3 separate regions of the Zea mays genome follow, and all the other regions are linked to region 1. A link is a contact called in public Hi-C data. All regions are on one chromosome and are shown on one strand. The core of a region is the stretch at or near the end of the contact, and the rest is flanking DNA. Distances in the headings are between cores, read along the strand shown.

Region 1 (4,833 bases), core at 962-3,461:
TACTGGACCCCATGCCTGTGACCGTCAGGCCGTAAAGAAGTCGTCACGCCGGCCGGCGGCCCACCTGATGATGACACACATATACATGGTGGAGTGGTCATGATGATGAGCTGCATGCATGGCGCGCGTCGTACGTACACACCAACACAACGACGACGCAACGCAACGCAACGCAACGCAAAGCCGCATAGCATGCAGCGCGCGGCTCCACATCGCCACGCGCCTATACAAGGTTGGCCAATTCCCATGACGCTACGGCTACGCACCAGAGTGCAGTACCACCGCCGCACTACCACACCGCAAACTTTCTCGATCAGTACTGGGACTGGGACGCGATCGAGCGAGCGAGCTAGAAAGAGCAAGGCGACAAGCGCCACGTCACTCAAGGGTCATTTTCCTATTTCCTGTTCCCCAGCTGAGCTATAGCTCCCACAGGGACAGTCCCACCCAAAACGTACCAATCGTGTGCCATCGCGTCTTTTTCTCTTCCATTTTTTTTCCTTACAAAAATCGCTTATATTATATTATTGGCACGAAAACTACTCAGATGAACTCCTCAGCAGCTGTAGCCTCTCTCTCTCTCTCTCTCTCTCTCTCACTTTTTTCTTTAAAATTATCTGTACGTACGTAGATATAAATATAGCTATGTTACCACTACTAGTGACACACTAGACGTGTTGGTCTGTGCTGTACGGAGAACGAAGGTATAAACAAATGCGTTGCAAAAGCGCAGTTCGACGACGATAGATGTATATGTATACTCCACAAAAGCCCGAGCTGTCTTTTGTTTTTGGAGAAAAAAATAAATAACGTGTGGTTCAGGAACAAAAGCTAGCGGGGTTGCTACTAATTGCTACTGTTGTTGATAAACACGTCCTGATCAGACGCCACTTGCTTGGATCTGTTTTAATAATAATAATAATAATAATAATAATAATATTATTATTATTATTATTATTATTATTTCCTTTGCTTTCTTTTTTTGAACTGATTCTTTTGTATGTTGCAATAATAATGTTAAAAGACAAAAGTAACGGCAGGGAGTTGCAGATAGACCTAATATCAAAGGCTGTCAGGGCCCTTTTGGAACGCAGGGATTTTCACTTCACAGGTGCTTTTTTTTATGAAAATGAACCGGTTCTTATGATTTCTTTTTTTCTATGTTTCATCATACGAGTGGAACTCGAACATCCATCCCAAATATTAGAAGACAAAAGTAACAGTAGGAGAGCTGAGAAGCCTGAGATAGACCCAATATCAATTAATTAAAGACTTTTATAGCAAATCCAAAAGGATGCAAAAACACCCCCGTCAAAAAAATAATTATTAGGGACAGGTTACATTTTTTTGGAGGCAAATATGGTGCATACTTCAACAGTTTTATTCAAAACAAAGGCTAAAAGACCGTAAACCGAGCCTATATTTTTTTTAAAAAAACTAGATCCATCTGCCCCATTCCGCAAACGATTGGGGAGACACTACGTCGCTCAAATATGTGGGGGTGGGGGGGGGGGATAGGTTGAAAGCGGGTTACCGTATTTTTCCAACAATGATGGATCCGTCGGGCTGATTTGGTGACAAGGGGATCCCGGAAGGATTGAAGAGAATTGAGGGGAAAATGAACTAATTTCCCTCTCCATTATCTCGGGATCCAGGGTCACCAAATCAACTCTAAATCTGTTTTTCGGGTTGTTTTAAGTGCTTTTGGAGTTACTCTTATACGAATTTGAGTCATTTTTTTTTAAAAAAAAGATAAATCAAAATATACATTAGTCTGTACATAGAGTGACTGCTCTGAAAAAAATAAAAAAACTGTAGAGACACCTTAGCCCCAATAATTGTAGCACAGGCAACAGGTGCACAGCACAACATAGCCCCATTGCATGCATGGCTGCAGTGTGACACATGGCGGTGGGGCCCTGCCCACTGTTCCTCCTTCAGGGACGGAAAGGTTGGTTGCGGCCCCACCATGGCGCCAAGTAATATCGCCGCTGCTCTCTCTCTCTCTTTTCATGCACACGCTCCTCTCTCCCTCCCTCCCACCATTGCTACAGTCGCAGCTGTCTGTGTCTGCAAAGTACTGACTGCTCCCACTCCACTCCACCCCCAGTTCCGGGCCACTCGGGCATCGTTTCTGTTGCTGCAAATCTTTGTTGGCTGCTGCTGCCTTGCTATCTATCTATACACCGCCCGCACCTTCCATTCCTCCTCCTCCGAAGCAGCAGGCAGCAGCTGCATCGCACCTCACACCTCTCGTGTCCATCGATCCAGCCGCCGCCGCAGCTGCAGCTCTCACTTCACTGTTGCTGTGCCACCTCCTCGTCGCCTGTAGTGTCTGTCGATAGATAAACGCCCGCGGAATGAGAGGGAAGGAGCGGAAGCTGCAGCGGGCGCGCGCGTGCAAGGGCTAGGACTAGCGGTTGCAACGTCGGCGCGCGCGGCGTACGTCGGGCATGGATTGGGATCTCAACGCGGCGGGCGCGTGGGACCTCGCGGAGCTGGAGCGGGACCACGCGGCCGCGGCGCCGTCGTCGGGGGGCCACGCCGCCAATGCTGCCGCGGCGGGCACGGGGACGGAGAGCCGCCCGCCGGCGCCCGGGGCAGCAGGGGCACCCGCCGAGTGCTCCGTGGACCTGAAGCTGGGCGGGATGGGCGAGTGCGAGCCCGGCGCGGCCCGCAGGGAGAGGGAGGCCGCGGCGGGGGCGGCGAAGCGGCCGCGCCCCGCCGGGCCCGGCGGGCAGCAGCAGCAGCAGCAGTGCCCGTCGTGCGCGGTGGACGGGTGCAGGGCGGACCTGGGCAAGTGCCGCGACTACCACCGGCGGCACAAGGTGTGCGAGGCGCACTCCAAGACCCCCGTCGTCGTCGTCGCCGGCCGCGAGATGCGCTTCTGCCAGCAGTGCAGCAGGTAGTATCCCCGCCTTCTTTTCCCATGGGGGGCTGGTGTAGTGTAGTGTAGCTCGTCCCTGTCTCGTTTCAAGGATGCACAACTTTACCTTTTCCGGCTTGCCTTTTTTTTTTTCGTTATCTTTTTTCTCTCTCTCTTTTTCCTGAAAACCAAAGAGATGAAAAACCTTCATCTCGTTCGTTCGTTTCCTCCTGTAGCTACGGTACCTGAATTATTGGCACGCCTTTTTCCTTTCTCCCGGCCTCCTCCTGCGCTCGCTGCTGCTGCTGCACACTGCTCTCAGGCAGGCCTAGCGTTCGTTTCCTTCACTTTCTCTGACGCCCTGATGCGAATTAACATCTGCTGCTCCCCAATCGTCTGCTCAAGATTCAGCCCGCTGCCACGGACACGTGAGCTCCTGCGCTTGCTTTTCCGAGCGGTTTCTTGCTTTCACGCCCTTTGGCGGCGACGGGACGGGATGCCCCCCCCCCCCCCCCCCCCCGGTACTCTGCCATTGGCTCCTCCTCTAGTCGGCGCTGCTTGCTTCCCGGCGACAGTTCGCCACCGCCGCAGATGAAGCGCCGCCACGGTTTGGCGTGCCGCGTTGAGCGAGACAGGGGTGTACTCCCAGCTTTGGCTACCATCAATCATTTGATGTTTAGGTGCCGCGTTGTGAGCTGTACTGCTACAGTATCTCTGCAGAATGTATTCTGTAGTAGTATGAAAAGGTAAAGGCGGCGTACTGCTATAGTATCTCTGCAGAATGTTCGGAGGAGTACACCAACTGAAAGAGGTTTAGGAAAATTGCATCGTGGATCTAGAATTCTAGATGCAGTAGTGTAGCCTACAGTAGCCCTGTACACACATAAAGGCATTTTTCTTATAAAATTGTCTCGCAAAATGGGATTTTTTTGTGCTAATTATAGGGTGCTTTAGCGCCACCTGGGCCGTATAGGATGCTTTAGCGCAACATTTCTGAACAACCCTATGCAGCTTCCATAGACCACCACAGGCATTCCCGCATGCAGTTTGCTCTAAATGCCTCCTTTTCATTTTTACTATCCCTGAACGACGACCCATCCATTTCTTTTTCCGTCTCAGGGAAGTAGCCATTAAATGCTAGCAGTCTTTTTTTAAAGTATCGCTTGGTTTGAGATGTTATTAGGCCCGGTTTGGTTGGAAAAACCGCTCCATTTTAATCTCCTTTAGTTTGTAAATTACAGTACTAAACTGTTTTAGTCTTTAGTATCTCGAGGAGTGACTAAAAGAGACTAAACCATATAAATTTCACCTTTTATCTCCCATTTATTTCAGTTACACTAATGACGGGAGAATGCTAAAGTGTATTTTAGTCATCTTATAATTGATTTAGTGTGTTTTAAATACTTCCTTAGTCTATAAAATTAAACAGGATATAGGCTAAACTTTAGTTGGACTAAACCATATAAATTTCGTCTGGTGAAGTTTACGGCAGTACAGCGCTGTGTTGGCGCCCAGTTTTGTCTTGCTCATATGGACAGCAGAGACAGGTCCCGCTCTCCTGTGGTGGACCTAAACCTAAACAGCGTAGGTTCAGATCGTTCCTGGAGCGATCGACGCTGTGGCAAGCGATCCTAATGCGATGCTCTGGTGACATGTCCTGTTTCTGTTTACGCCGGAACATCTTGCTCGGTGGGGACAATTCTCAATCATTGATCACTTTGTCTTCTGCTTTAAATTGCAGACTTTGTAGGTTAATAGTAAGTTGTCAGCCAGTGAGCCAACAGATTCTCAGCTTTCTGTTTACCGTCTGTGTGGTCCAGGCTTGACAGGTCTTATAGTATTTTCCTGTCTCTAATAAGCATGGACAAGGAACATTGGTCCCTGGTGTGATGTGTATTAACTATAACAAGCATGTATGTGCGCCACAGTACATTAACTATTCTGACAATAATTACGTTGCTGTTTCT
Region 2 (4,833 bases), core at 1,181-3,680, 460 kb after region 1:
CCCCGGGGAATCTTTGTAAAGGCTACGTAGTGAAACCCTGCCTATTCACCTTGGTAGTGTTTAAGGGTTTGATCGGCCCGAGGCAAGAGGGAATCACGGCTTGTGGGTAAAGTGCACAACCTCTGCAGAGTGTTATGAAACTGATATATCAGCCGTGCTCACGGTTATGAGCGGCCAAGGGAGCTCCAGAGATTAGTGATACTTGATCAGAGATATTTTGGTACAGGTGGCAATGAGATTGATGGTTCTGGTTATGATTATGGTATTGGTAAGTGGTATTCTTTCCGTTTGGAAAGGATACATTGGGTTAATAACTTGGGTTAATGTTAAAACCTGGCTTTCTACTAGTAAGTAATAACCTGACCAACTAAAAGCAACTGCTTGACTGATCCCCACATAAAGCTAGTCCACTACAGCCAAACAGGATACTTGCTGAGTATGTTGATGTGTACTCACCCTTGCTCTACACACCAAACCCCCCCAGGTTGTCAGCATTGCAACCACTGCTCAGGAGAAGATGAAGCTGTGGAAGGAGACTTCCAGGAGTTCCAAGACTACGACGAGTTCTAGGTGTGGGTTAGCGGCAACCCCCAGTCGGCTGCCTGTGAAGGCCGTGTTATCTACGTTTCGTTTTCGCACTTTGATTTATTGTAAGAACTATATGGACGTCTCAGACGTATGATGTAATCAACTATTATTCCCTTTTAATACTATTTTGAGCACTGTGTGATGATGTCCATATTATGTAACTGCTGTGTACGTGAATAACTGATCCTGGCACGTACATGGTTCGCATTCGGTTTACCTTCTAAAAACCGGGTGTGACAGAGAGGCTTTCATCTTTTGAATTGTATCTAGGAGTGAATGCTAGAGCTCTTGTAATGAATGTGATACTCAGAAATCTTGGATGCTTGGAGTTGTGGTGGTTGGGGGGTATTTATAGCCCTCAACCACCAAAGTAGCCGTTGGAGAGGCTGCTGGCGATGGGCGCACCGGACAGTGCGGTGCGCCACTGGACAAGCACTGTAGACTGTCCGGTGCGCCGCCACGGTACCGGACACTGTCCGGTGCGCCTCTGACTCTGCGGCTCTGACTCTGCGCGCACTGTTCTTCATTGTTCCTCTGTCAGCGGCTTTTGCAGTCGACCGTTGGAGTGAGTAGCCGTTGCTCTACTGGCACACCGGACAGTCCGATGAATTATAGCGGAGCGCGGCTCAGTTTTCCCGAGAGTGATTGGTTCATCTTCGTACGTACATGGTGCACCGGACACACACTCAAGTCTTTGCTCCGGTTCATTTTAGTCTCTAACTTGAATCTTTTATTGGTTTGTATTGAACCTTATGCACCTGTAATACACGAGTTCTAGAGCAGACTAGTTAGTCCATGTGTTTGTGTTGGACATTCAACCACCAGAATTAATTGTAGGAAAATGTTAACCCTATTTCCCTTTTAATAGGACAACCATTAATCTTGCTAACTTGGAGTAGCCCATTATTAAGGAAGAAGTATGATCCACCATCAAGGCCATGCCTTCTGATAAAGTGTTGGGTCCTGATGGTTCTATGGGCGGATTTTATAAGGTCGCTTGGGATGTGATCAAGGTTGACAATATGGCAGAGGACAGATTAATGCAAGGGAACGTTTTTGGGGGCATTCTTTGCCGAAGGTCCTCAAAATGTTAAGTTATCAATTATCTCTACGTCTGTTTTCGATTACCAATTATCTCTAAGGTCTACGCTTGCAGGCGAAGGCCTCACGTTGGCTCCCGGCGAAGGGCCACATGTTTTCGATGCCTCTGTTGCAGAAATGGCGTCCATGAAGACAAAATCCACGACCCGACTAAGAGGAGAGCCCGCTCCTAACCAAGCAACGTCGAATCCACCTATCAACCTGTAGTGAGGGTAAGAAGCCGAGTGTAATTAGAATAACGGGTTATCGTCCTATAATTACCTTGCTGTACAACATATTTAGGAAATATAGTAAGCAACAGAGGGCACGAACATATTTTGTGACGCTGGTCCTTGGTTGCACTATAAGTACCCACGTCCTATAGCTAGACGGGACATGCTTGACAGGAATTTGAGCTCCCGGTCTTATCATGCCACCTATCATTCCTGCTTACGAGTGCTTGGGCCCACAGTTTTCAATCCCAACACCCACTACTAAAATTAATAAGTAAAAAAAATACACAAATAATTATGACAAAAAATAGCATTAGTATCAATGGCCATATATTCCATATAAACATCATTTTTATATAATCGTGTGATATAATATTTTATTATGTATTGTCCTATGATTTTCTAGAATGGTGATTGAGAGTGATTTGAACAGTTTTGAAAATGCTCTAGGCTAGTGAGTGAGCACCGGCAACCAACCGACTGCGATATATACTGACTACTGTAATAGCACAAAGCGGTCCATTCCCTTCGTGCTTGTTTGCTCTAGGGTTTTTGCCACGCCGCCGCCGCTCTGCCCCTTCCACCCCACCGATATACCAAGATGACGGCGCAGGCTGCGGAGGAGCTCGCCGCCCAGATCGAGCAGCAGAAGCTCGAGGAGCAGAAGACCGAGGTGAGGTTTCTCACAGAGAAGTACTGTACAAATCTCTTTCACGAACATAATTCGGATCGAAACCAGCGTCGCCCCCAGCGACGGATCGGGTGGAACAAGTTCTGGCGCCACTACACTCCCTCCATCCCTCTCAGCCTCGCCGCCTCCGGAAGTCCGCGCGGCCTTAAGGACGGCGGCGGCGGGTGCTTTTCTTCACCTGGGTTTTCTCCCCCGAGGTCCACCATCCATGGTGGTCACCTCTACGGAGACGGACCGCGACCGTGCTTTCCCAGACTCAGGGTGCCGGCGACGGCCAGATCCGGTGCCAGCACAGTTGGATCGGGTGTCCCTTTAGGTTGGGAGGTTGGTTTAGCGCGGGTTCACGCGGGGGGGGGGGGGGGGGGGGGGGGGGGGGTGGACGGATCACCGCGGCCTCTGTCGGCAGTATGCGGCATAGACGACGCGGCAGGTCGAAGGCATGCAAGCTTCGTAGCACTTGTGCCGTTGCGCGCGCGGTGACGCACTACTTGGAGGACCTTGCTGCTGCGTCGGCTGCACGTTGCGGACATTGGCGTGCTGCGCGGCGACGATGATTCTTAGTGGCTTCTTCTATGTTGTAGTATTATTTTTCATGTAGGTGTGTGTAGTGCCTTTGTGGTTTAGGCCAACGTCTGGTGTAGGAAGTTGGAGCTGCTTGGCCATGTCGACGAGCTCGGAAATGATTACTTGTGGTGGGCTCGGAAATGATTATTTTTCAGACACTGTGTGTATTTCCTGGTTTTCCATTATTAACCTTGCCATCCTGAGGTTTTTGTTGGGCCCAGTTTTTCTCATAAACTGGGTCATTCATTTATACACAAATAAAACCTGACACGTACGCCGGATACTATGATCCAATAGAACTTAATGTTTTCTAGCTAGCTGCAGATCCATGAACCTGAAGTTTCTCGATTTCGTTGATGGATCTAGTTGAATCATGTAAACTTTAATCTTTTTGTATTATTATTGTTATTAAGTCTGGTGGAAAATTGATGGTGCTGCTAGTAGTTGTTATGCGGGCTGTGTGGTTTGTTATTCATTTTACACAACATGCCATTATCTTTCTAATCATGTTTGCTGTTTTTCTGTTTGTTCTCTTGATAATGGCGTCCAACTATTCTTATCTTGATGCTGGCATACTTATCTGTTGAATGCCATGAACAGGCAGAAGAGGTTGTGGTGGAGGAGGATGACGAGGATGATGAGGATGACGATGATGATGACAAGGATGATGATGAACTGGATGGTAAGTTATTATGATCTTGTACTTTCTGTTTAGTATTATTCCGGTTGGTGATAAGAACATAATTCTGTGGAAGTCAATAGCGATGAGATAAATGTCTTATAATATCTTGACGCTTGTAATGCTTATATTTTTGTATAATAGTTTTTTATGTTTTAAGTGTCACTCTTCAGCCCTCTGCCTCATTTCACATCTGTGAAATGATTTGGCACCTCAGTGATGCTACTGTATGTCCATTTGTCTGGATGTATAATTGTTAATGCTGTACATGTTGGAGCAAGGGGCATGCATAGTTTTGTTTTTGGCACACTAAAGTGATATGTGGATGTAATTTAGAGTGTTAACTTTATCATGAAGGCCTGGAGTATATTATGTAAAGTTTTGAGGTTATGCTTTAGAGCTTACCAATTTACCATGTATAGCTTGCCTTGAACACTTGTAGGGAGTTGATGCTTTTGTTGTTATTGTTTTACATGTTTGCTCTATACTGCATAAGTACAGGGTTTTATATATCAGGTTCATAGTCAAATACCGTTTATAGACAAGTAAACTGTATGGTTTAATTAGGTAATCTCATTTGGTGACCAAGAAGCCTGTGGGGCAAACAAATGTTATACCATGAGTTGTTGTTCCCCCCTGACTGACTGTCTGGTTCTCTGATATGTGGAACAATTACAATACCTGTGCTCTGACAAGTATTGGTCACATTTTCGTCTTCAGGACAAGAAGGGGATGGGAGTGGCAAGTCGAAGCAAAGCAGGAGTGAGAAGAAGAGCCGCAAGGCCATGCTGAAGCTTGGCATGAAGCCCATCACTGGTGTCAGCCGGGTCACTGTGAAGAAAAGCAAGAATGTAATCAATCATTCACTCAGATTCAGATCTCACAAACTGACATGTTATGTGTTGTTTGGCTAACAGACTATTTTTTCCAGATGCTTTTTGTCATCTCGAAGCCAGATGTGTTCAAGAGCCCAAACTCGGACACCTATGTCATATTCG
Region 3 (4,833 bases), core at 1,006-3,505, 350 kb before region 1:
CCTGCAATTTCCAGAATGTCATCTTACTTTCATGAACGACACTAGTAGCACTTCTGTAAAATATGTAATACATAGAAAGTAAACCTGTCACTGGAGTTATAGTTTTCTGTAACGGCACAATGTTTTCTTCTGGAGTGAACGGAGCAGCAATTGGTCGAACTGTGGCTCTAGCCGCAGAAAGTTGCAGAGTCTGAAAATTAAGAATCAGCTTGTGTAATCCCTTGCCAGGATGTCAAGCTACAGTTTAGCACTCATAAATAAATAATAGGGGGGGGGGTCTTGCAGCAACCGTCAAATGGTCAAGAAAACCCTGTGTACCTTTGGCAACTTTCCCTTCTTTTTTAGCATCTTCAAGTGCATCCTCTGGGTGTAGTGAATCAAATGGTATTTTGAATGTTTCTCAACCATTCTGTCCATTATCTTTGGGTTCGATGTAAGCCAGTCTGATATCTGCTGTGTAGCAACTAGTGAGTCCAGCTCAAGAGATTCCAACCACTGGTACACAGGCTTCCATAGATCAGTACGCTGGAACCTGTACGGGAATGCGCTCTGGTCTGCATCCAGAACCTGTCATAAAGAATAAAATAGAAGTAACCCTGACTCAGTTTTGCTGATCAATTATGGCCTTGTGGGGCTTGAAGACAGCCATGTATCAAACATATATGTACAAGAACAGTTCCATCAGTGCTATCATGGAGAATCAGCAGACTACTTGAAGTAGAGAGCTCCAAATTGAACTAATTGACACATTAGTTTAACATTCATAGAAACTAATCATGAAACTAAACTAGCCATTATACAACTACAAATTCCGAGGGCTGGAAAGTACCCATAGTAAACATTCAATTCTCCACGACTGAGCAAGAGCAATCCCACATCAGTAGCCATTGGATTGATTCAGGAATAAACCACATCCCAAATTACCACATTTGATGAAGAAAAAAACAGATAAAGAACGCAAGTCGATTAATTTCACCAATTCGACAACCGGAGGAGTCACGTGATAATTCGTAAACAAGCAAGGTGTACTTGGGTTACCTGGTCGCCGCGGAGGGCGAGGAGGCGCTGGTGTAGCTGGGAGCGGGGGAGGGAAGGGAGCTCGGGGCGGTGCACGTCGATGTAGGCGTCGACCTCGGGCTCGGTGGGCGGCCGTCCGTCGGGGAAGGACTCTAGCCATGCTCGCGCGGAGATCTCCCATGGGTGCGGCGGCCGCGTCGAAGAGGAGGAAGGCGGCGCGGCGGGGGTTAACGGTTGCGGAGGGGTCGGGTTCGGGGGCGTGGCCGGGGCGGTCCCACCGGGGCCGGGGGCTTGGGGGTGGAACGGCGCGGGGACGGGGAAGGGCAGCGGCGCGTCCGGCGGGAGAGCGCGCAGCGGGAGGATGGCCTGGGGCTCCGGCATTCGCGGCGGCGGCGGCGGCGGCGGCGGCCGAAGTTAGAGTATCGAGGTGTGGCGGGGACCTGATGGGTTTTGCCGTTTTGGGGTGCTTGAGGATTTGTGCTGCGGGGGCTCGACCATACCAGCAGCGAATATGTGTTGTCACCAAAGTTAAAAATTAATATAAAACTTAGATATAGAATAACAAATATTACTATGATAGTTAGATACTTGTGCGTTGCTACAGTACCTTATTTCTACTAACTATTAAGAGTCTAATGTAAATTGTTCCCGCCTCCTTACGTCCGCCTGCAAACCCGCAATCCAGCCGCGGACCGTCGTAGACTGACCCCGACTCCTACGCCCGCTCGCCCGCAATCCAGCCGCAAACCACGCCGCGAACGCGGCGACCGTCGCGATCCGGCCACCCGCCCGCCGCTATGGCACTATCCACTAACCGGACACAACGTCCAGCCAAGCTTTTGTCGCCGCCCACTTCTCTCCCACCTCCCCTCCACTCTTTTGCCTGTTGCGGGGTTAGAATCCCATGGCGCTATCGTCTGAGATCCGCTTCGGCCACCAAATCCCTTATCCCACTACGACACTGACTCCTATGAGGAGGAGGAAGAGGAGGAAGAGGAAGACGAGGAGGAGGAGTTCGAGGGGGTGGAGGGCGGAGGAGATGGATGAGGTGACGGTTTCGTCTCCGCTGATGTTGTCGGCAACGGAGGCCAGGGGAGGGGTGTCTGTGGTCGAGATGGTGATGGGGCGCTTCGGAGGTCGCTCATGCTGTGCAGCAGCAGCGCCGGCGTGCGCGAGCCGGAGCAGGAGGAGGACGGGGCGACTCCCCCGGGTGGTATGCAGATAGGGGGGCCAACGGATGTGCGGCACGTCTCGCACGTCACCTTTGAGGCTTCGACCGCTTCGTTGGCTTCCTCGGCCTCCCCGTTGACCTCGAGCCCGACGTGCCTCGCCCCGTGCCGAGCGCCAGGTCAGTGTTCCAACACCTTTTACTCCCCAATTGTTTGATCTGTCTATGCGCATGGTTTCATGCCCGAGATTCCCAGGCAATTTTCTGGGTGCACTCTGCGACTGGGATCCGCCCCTAGAAATTTGGAATTTGGTGTCTGGTTGAACTGAATTTTGCGTTGTTCTGACGTTAAAGTTAAGTTGTCCAACAGCACTGCCTATACATGTCACAGTACGTTAAGCTCACTTGGGTGAATCAGGAGTTCTGGACATGTAAGATACGTATATGAATCTGGAGTTCTCGACATAGATACGTATGTTAGATAGGTGTTGGGTTGGTGAGCAGCACGCCACTGTATTGCCTGCTGTGCCTCCGACAAGCCGAGCTAGCAGCTCGTAGTCTGCCACGGCGAGGTTGGCGTGCCTTGTCTGGCCCGATCAAAATATTGCCATGTCTGACCCTTCCCATGTAGGCACGGGGCACCTATTCGCCACCTAACTGAACAAAGATGCCACAATACGATAGATGTTTAGCTTTCGGGATTATATAGGATGAGCCGATGATGTTGTTGCTTTGTGATCGTGACCTCATTTACAAGACAGTTGTTGTTTCCAAGGCTGACATGACCAAGTTCAACTACTTGGGAATATTCTAAATTGCTTTTCCTATGGGAAATTGGTCTGTTTGTACTTGCGAGGGAGTGGGATATTGTGTTGCTCTGTCTTTTTTAGTTTTATATGTTCACTAGATATGTGTCCGTGTGTTGCCACGGAAGTAAAAAATAGTATGAAACATATAAACGAAACGACAAGCATCACTATAATATGCAAAATCCATGTGATAAAATATCACTGTAACACTAATATTATATTGACGATATAAATATATAATATTATTATAAATACATGGTCGTGGCAGGACAGAAAGGAGACAAAAAAACAACAACGAGGGTTATTCGAAGGTACTCCTTTGCCTCCTCTGCTAAGTCGACTTTGATCTCTCTCGTTGATGTCCTATTCATCAATAGTTATGTGCCCATATGTTGGTACCGTATCTATATATCACATAGTTAAACCTTATTTAAATGGAATATATGCAATAACTCAACAATCTAAAAACAATAAAATGATATGATGTTTTGTGCTGAAGGCAACTAAACAGAGATCACTCTAAACTACAACATGGAAGGAGACGTCGGCGGTAAAATGGGAAGCGTTCAGAGGAACAGTCGAACAGGCACAGGCAACAGAGGTCACAACAAGAACAACGGTTTGTTCACTCGACGAACAACACAAACAACTTTGAAAATTTGATCTCTACCACTTCGGTAGTAGCACGATGCAGTGAAAAACTATGCACGAGGCATGCAAATTAACAAGACTCATACAAGCGTGGAACAGTGTGCTGATGGGGCACAAGGGTAACACATGCTCAGAATCCTAACATGTTTGGCTTCCAAACAAACTTTCTCCAGACCCTCAAGGAAATATAAAATTCAATCAGATATGTGTCGATGCTCATCCCAGCGTACTCCCGTTGCAACGCACGGGCACACACCTAATGTATCCATAATTGAAGAAAAAAGACCAAAAATAGCATTCAAATAAACATCTAGATCCATCTCTAAGTTCAGTGTTAGCCCTGTAATATATATATGCTGGCATTTCCTGTTAGAATGGCCTTGTGCACAAATTTGTGATCGAAAATGACATTTTATTAAGAAAACATTGGTAATCAAGCTCCTCGGAACAAGTATGACAAGTGGCGGCTTAAGAAAGATACAGGAACAAGCACAACTGGTGAGAGCATTATAATTTCATCCGTGTCCACGTATCATGACATTATGCAGATACGGTCTCAAACCTAAATAACTGGGATGCACAAAAAAACTATCACTAAATTTTATAGCAGGACCAATCAATTGCGCCCATCACACATTTATGGTGTCTGCAAAATCCACAGATGTATGATAGGTGCAAAGTCCAGTTAGAATCAATGTATGGCCTTGATACCATCCAATCATTAATCAGTTGAACCAAACCAATTATAGTTTTTGACAAAAGATATCTTTATAAACAAAATTCCTTAGATCATTCATAGTACATTGCAACTTGTGATCATGGTATCTCATGTACACCTAGATATATACCAAAGACCCTTCTCCCAACACTCTTCCAACTCTGTGAATTTTCAAAGTCAAACTCTAAAAAGTGAAGTGTTATTGTATAGTTTCCATTCTGAAGTCCAATACCATAGTATCTCAAAGATTACAGTGACATCTTTGCTGTTTGGAATAATCCTAAATCTAGAGTATTCTGAAATTGGCATGAGCTGTAGATTATGCAAAAATTTCAATAGTGGCAGCAATAGAGGAAAATAGATTTCACTTTTGAAAGAATCCCAACATAACCTACAAAACATCTAACTGATGTAAATAAGAACTATCAAGAAACAATAATATACAACTAAAATCACATAACAACAAATGT

Evidence for each region. Hi-C and Micro-C count contacts between places; a contact is called where the count stands out from the background.
Region 2: a Hi-C map of endosperm shows a contact between it and region 1, with 2.1 times the contacts expected there. The contact joins the promoter of LOC100217069 here to the promoter of tga1 in region 1. A contact is called at or near these places in 7 of 25 Hi-C or Micro-C datasets (bundle sheath, ear, endosperm and 4 more).
Region 3: a Hi-C map of ear shows a contact between it and region 1, with 1.8 times the contacts expected there. The contact joins the promoter of LOC103655263 here to the promoter of tga1 in region 1. A contact is called at or near these places in 4 of 25 Hi-C or Micro-C datasets (ear, leaf and tassel).

The regions. Positions count from the first base shown.
Region 1 is chr4:46,645,904-46,650,736 of Zm-B73-REFERENCE-NAM-5.0, forward strand. It overlaps tga1 (teosinte glume architecture1), which reads left to right and starts at 2,212. Exons shown (of 3, transcript NM_001362259.1): 1 at 2,212-2,905. The coding sequence starts at 2,454.
Region 2 is chr4:47,108,866-47,113,698 of Zm-B73-REFERENCE-NAM-5.0, forward strand. It overlaps LOC100217069, which reads left to right and starts at 2,431. Exons shown (of 4, transcript NM_001143439.1): 1 at 2,431-2,574; 2 at 3,757-3,838; 3 at 4,556-4,686; 4 at 4,767-4,833. The coding sequence starts at 2,503.
Region 3 is chr4:46,293,717-46,298,549 of Zm-B73-REFERENCE-NAM-5.0, forward strand. LOC103655263 reads right to left here and starts at 2,256. Exons shown (of 21, transcript XM_020552533.3): 1 at 1,039-2,256; 2 at 319-567; 3 at 85-190; 4 at 1. The coding sequence starts at 1,398.